Regions from separate parts of the Gasterosteus aculeatus genome. Here region 1 is linked to region 2. A link is a contact called in public Hi-C data. All regions are on one chromosome and are shown on one strand. The core of a region is the stretch at or near the end of the contact, and the rest is flanking DNA. Distances in the headings are between cores, read along the strand shown. Region 1 has its middle 29 kb from the start of eef1a1l3. Region 2 holds the start of LOC120811413 (progressive ankylosis protein homolog).

Region 1 (2,700 bases), core at 64-2,563, 69 kb before region 2:
TCACCCCCCGCCCCCCCCCGCCCCCGCCCTCGCTTTCTTCTTCTTCTACTGAGCTCCTCAACCACCAAAACATCTCCCCTCCCCGCGCTGCTCCACATGAATAATGCAGGGGGGGGCTTCTCGGTCGTCGCTACCAACATACCATCATGTTTTATTCACGGCAATGTCAGACCCGCCACCCCCCACCGCCACCCCCCCACCGCCAACACCAGCGTCGGTGTCCTTGGCCCGAGCATCCCGGCGGACGAAGGCCACTCCCGTTTTATAATTGAGGTAAAGAGACGGAGGTAAATATTTGGATTTAATTCAGGAAACCTTTTTTTTCGCGTCGCACAGGCTTTCGCTCGGCCGTCCTTTTACCGCTTTGTTTAACCGCTGTCTTGTCTAATTGGGCAGTGTGACCTCTGACCTTCTAGGAAAGGTCTGCAGAGGACTTTGTCCCGAAATGCATTCATCGATTGTTAGCATTATTAAAAACAAAGAATACTGGATTTTTTAAAATGTCGTCAAAGATGCTGAAATGAAAAACAGATCCCGTTTCACCTACGCCGACGCCAACGGTTCTCTAACCGCTGCTACACTGTGTTTTTTTACACACCGCCACTCCCGTGTTTACCTGTAACAAACGTTTACCTGGACGCCCCCCCCCCCAAAAACCCCCCCCCAACGGTCCCGTATGTCATTTGAACACGCTTGAACCGCCCGTGTTCCTATTTTGAAAACAACACGCTTCCTTTGCTCTAACAGACGGTGTTGCCACATCACAGTCTTTTCCCCCCTTATCTGGCAGGCCGATCGCTCGTCACCCGGAGGTGCTTTCCGAGAGGCGGCTCTGGTCGCAGGTTGCCGACCCTCCGTGGGCCACGTCAGCGCGTTGATGAACTACTTCTACCTTCCCACAGAACTTGGTTTATTATTGATCTGGGTTTGAGTAGTCGTGAGGAAGCCAGGTCCCGGGCTTCAGTACCTGGGCTCTCTGTGCAGGAATCGATCCCATTTTTTGTACAAAAAAAAGGTACCAAGGCTCTTTCACATCTCGCATTGAGCCGTCTACTTATTGTGTATCCTCCCAAACAACCGTCCTTCACCTCTCGGTGGCGAAACGTCGAGTGTCCAGAAGGTTCGTCCGTGGAAGCACCACCGAGTGCCAAGATCGGCTGCTGCAGCGCGTGTCACGTTTGATTTACGCCTGTCAGCAAAGAACAGAAGCGCTCTCAACATCCCTGAACGCGTGATCTTCCCATGCTGTCGTTGATCCTCCGGCGGGCATTCCAGGGAGGTTAATGGGATATTTTCGATGACGTTACCCACATACAGATAATATTTGTTTTGTTTTGACTCCCGAGCGGATAACAAAGGCTGCTGATAACAGTGATTCACAACTGAGGCGCGTTCACTTCCACTAATGGGTCACAAGCAAAAAGCGTCTTTAAAACCTCAGTATATGCTAAAGAGGAACACTGAATTGTGTAAATAGACTAAGTGGGTTACAACAGAATAATAATAATCCTCAAAATACTTTCTATAGATAACAAATCCGACACGACTTGCAGGTAAAATTCAGTGTCTCTATTTCTACTTCCGCTTCATTCACTTTGGGTGTCAACAGTCTGCTGGAAGTGAGAAGCCTTGTTTTATGACCCGCTGATTAAAAACTCAAGAATTTCAATCTTAACCTTCCTGTTTTCTATTGCAAACTGAATGGGAGACTTTACGCTGCCTTAATGCTTTTTCATCAGGACTTTGTACATTGATGAGACCCCGATGAATCCCCCACCGTATGACAACCTCATTTAAAGGCCCTCGGAGCGCTCGTGTCTAAACGCGCCTCATATTATGGATTACGGACGCCGAAATGCCCTTTTCACCCGACAAGGAGGCTCCTGGGAGGGAGGGAGGGAAGGCGAGTGGGCCCAGTGAAGCGACGCCGGACCCTCAGAGGTCATGTTCTGCGGTGGGAGAGTAACCGTGCACATCATTGAGCGCTCAACTTGACCCTCGGTGAGTAACGCGCGTGGGTGTTAATATTACTGTCAGGGGAGCGCTTCAAAGAGGAAGGAATCAGCTGAAGTCAGTTTGCGTGTTTTCCTCACGCTCAACGCGTTAAAAAGGACGTAGCCGCTGTACATCAAGCCGCCTCCTTCCTTCTCCCTGTGCAGAGTGTTCCCATCACTCACCCGAGGCTTACTTAAGCTTGAGCCCTCGAGGACCCGCAAGGCCCTTTGATGCCCAACCATGAAGTATGTCTCAGAGCTTTTAGCATTCCTGACCCTGGAAATCAGGAAGAACAGGGGGGCGGTTTGTTTTGTGCTTTTGTCGCGCAGTAACAACGTCGTCGGACTGTTGAACCCGAAAACCGCCGGCCGCAGCGCGCGTAATCTGGCCGCGCGTGTTGCTGCAGATAACCCAACCGCTGCCTGCGGAGCGCGGCGGGGCCGCCTTGCCAGTGATAACGTGCAGCGGTTGTGCTTTTTGTTCGCTCCAGATACGAACGTTTTTGTGAACCAACGTTTTTTCTGCCCTCGGCTTTTTTTTGTGTGTCAACTGCGGAGATTTGGGTAAAATGTCCTCGGCTCGGCTCAAAGGAGCGTCCTCTCACCCCGCAAAGGCCCAGGGGCCTCTCGGGGGCCCTCGGCCCACTCAGCTGTCTGTTCCTGTCCCGACGACCCCCACCCTCCCCCCTCCTCCCCCCCAGGTCTC
Region 2 (2,700 bases), core at 102-2,601:
ACTTCTACCACGTTTCAGCGTGAAATGATTAAGTTTCCTGTTTAGAAATCCCCAAACTTGTTCATTGTAGTAAACATTAAAAGAAAAAACCTGTTTAGATGAAGGGTGAGGGACATCTGTTACTCTAGAAACTCGTAAAGGAGGCTTTCGTACACTCCTTGAAAACACACAATAGAATCAAAGTTTCGAAGTGTTTTTATATCCTGGGAAACTTGTAAAGATCTTCCAAGTAGTTAAAGATGAACACAGAGATCATCAGTCGTCACCATCTACTGCAGCTGCAAGAACATTGTGCAACATTGTACTGAATACACAGAACTGTTATGCATAGAGACACACTTTAACTCAATTTGTGTCTTTGGGCACCATTTGAGCTTCGTTATCCAAAACCGCCCCAACAAAATGAGTACAGAGTGCAGAATATATTCTGCAGTAAACCTAAAAAAAACAGCTTGTAAAAGTCAATGATTGACTTAAAACTATAGTCCTCTGTTATCGCGCTGAAATACTGACACATAAAGGAATCATTTTGCAGCTTTAAGGATCAACCACGAAGTGTACTCGCAGGTACAGAGGCCTGATCATCTTACTTTAGTCACGGAAAGGGACGTCTGCTCGTAAAAAGGTCCACAGAATCTGCCTCAGGCACCAAGCTGACGCACAAACAACTTCTGACTGAACATAACTCACAGCTCCTACAACGGTAGCGTGTTTCCACTTGACCTTAACGGCTAACCGACCATAGTGGTTTCCTGTGAGTGTGTGTGTGTGTGAAAGGAAACAATGTAGAGCGACATCAATGTAGAGATGTGCATTTCATGTCTGACATTAAACGTAAAAAAAAAACTAATTCACTTTTACGCTGAAACAGATGTTTAAACAACAGGAAATATTTCACAATATAAAACAATTACGTTTCTGATTCTATTATTTCAGTTTGGGGGGCATCGTGTATACCGCCAGTTAAGTTTGGCCAAACAAGGAATTTGTCTTGGATATTTTGGGTTCATGACAAACAACATAGTAAGAAAACAGTTTTCAGACAAATAGAAATCAACAAAAATGTACATACTAGTTATTATAATAATAAAAAGATGTATGTTTTGAAAATATAAGGAGTCACACACCTATCACCAATAAAATGAATGTTTGTCTCCCCCCATTTGGATGAATAAATAAATGAATTAGTCTGACTTTGTCCAGCAGGAGTCAGCGTGTCACGAGACTTTCTACCATCTCAGCGCTTATTTGTTTGTTTGTCTTCAAAGAAGGGACAATGTTTTTAAACAAATCTCGTAGCTATGATGTCCACGCGGGGGGGCGTTATTTCCCCCAACATGCGGGACTTGTACACACACGTGCTCCTCCAAACACGCACGCGCATTCACCTTCATATGCCGAGTCACAACAACACCCTGTGCGCGCGCCTGCTTCAACGTAATCACACATTACTCACCCCCGTCTTCCTGTACATACATACATACATACATACATACATGCGTGCGTGCGTGCGTGCGTGCGTGTGTGGGTGTTTCACGCGGTACTATAAATCGCTGATGATGTCACGGCCGGCGCGCCTGGCACCACATGGAGGGCAGCGCCGTGCGCTCGCGCCCCGCGGGGAGGTTCGACAGCGAACTCGGACTGCGCAGCGGCACACGCGCAGTCCGACGCGCCGCGACAGGAACTAATCCAAGTACGTCTCGGATTAACGCTTCTCCTTTTTATTTTTGGTATTATCCCAATCTCTACCGGAAGAAGCGGCGGCACGCCCCCCGCGTTGGTTAGGTACCCCCCCCCCTCCTCCTCCTCCTCGTTCTTCTTCTCCTCCTCCTCCTCAGTCGATGATGGTTCTTGAGGAAGAAGATGCGCCTGTCTGACCTTCGCCTCCGCTCATCCGCACCGAAGCCTCTTGAAGCGCCGCCGGAGCGGCTCGGCCCCCGCCGCCGCTTCCCTTAGCTTCACCCTCCTCCCCCACCAGCACCACCAGCACCACCACCAGCTCCCACCCGGTTGTTTATTTATTTTTTCCCCGCATCGAAACGCAGGTGCTCGGAGCGCCGAACCAGCCCGTTATAATCTTTTCAGATATTTTTTTTTTCCTGTCTAATCGATCAAGACCGAGGCCGATGCCCCTCGCTCTGTCCTCCCGGCTTGTACTATGGTGGAGTTTCCATCTCTCAGTCCCTACTGGCCTCTCATCCGCTTTCTGGTGCCTTTGGCGATCACCAATATCGCCATCGACCTCGGAGAACAGGTAACGTCTTCCTTTTTCTTTTGTTATTTATTATCGCCCAATGACATAAACATACTCCCGTTTGCTCTTTGCGGCTATGTTTAAATATATATATATATATTTATTTATTTATTTTCCGTTGGGTTTCAATGTGTCAACCGCTGCTTTTTTTTCTTGCGTTATCTCCAGATAGAACGCCGTCTGTCCGACGTGGACGCTGATTATCTCCACCCACTCGTCCCGTCGGTTGAAGACGGTTGGGGGTTAGCTACAGCTAGCTTAGCTGGCTGGCTGAGAGGCGGCGTGAAGACACCCGTCAGCTCTTTATTTACATTGCCGAGGAGGAGGCCCGTGTCCGGGCTTTCCGTCGCTAAACGAAGACCGTGTGTTTCGCGCGCGTCACCGCAGCCGCTCGTTGCTTTTAACGTTCGATCGCTCATCAGATCCGAGGCCTGTTCGGGGAA

What was found. A called contact is a pair of places that touch in the nucleus more often than the background predicts.
Region 1: a contact with region 2 is called in a Hi-C map of skeletal muscle, with 4 times the contacts expected there. The contact joins the enhancer-like site here to the promoter of LOC120811413 in region 2. A contact is called at or near these places in 2 of 6 Hi-C or Micro-C datasets (liver and skeletal muscle).

What each region holds. Positions count from the first base shown.
Region 1 is chr21:17,514,909-17,517,608 of fGasAcu3.hap1.1, reverse strand. No RefSeq gene overlaps it. Among protein-coding and RNA genes, the nearest start is that of eef1a1l3, 29 kb to the left of the region's middle. Within about 2 kb of position 1,313, at least 1 of the 9 cell types and tissues checked has open chromatin away from gene starts, as enhancers often do.
Region 2 is chr21:17,445,781-17,448,480 of fGasAcu3.hap1.1, reverse strand. It overlaps LOC120811413 (progressive ankylosis protein homolog), which reads left to right and starts at 1,351. Exons shown (of 5, transcript XM_078095991.1): 1 at 1,351-2,257. The coding sequence starts at 2,162.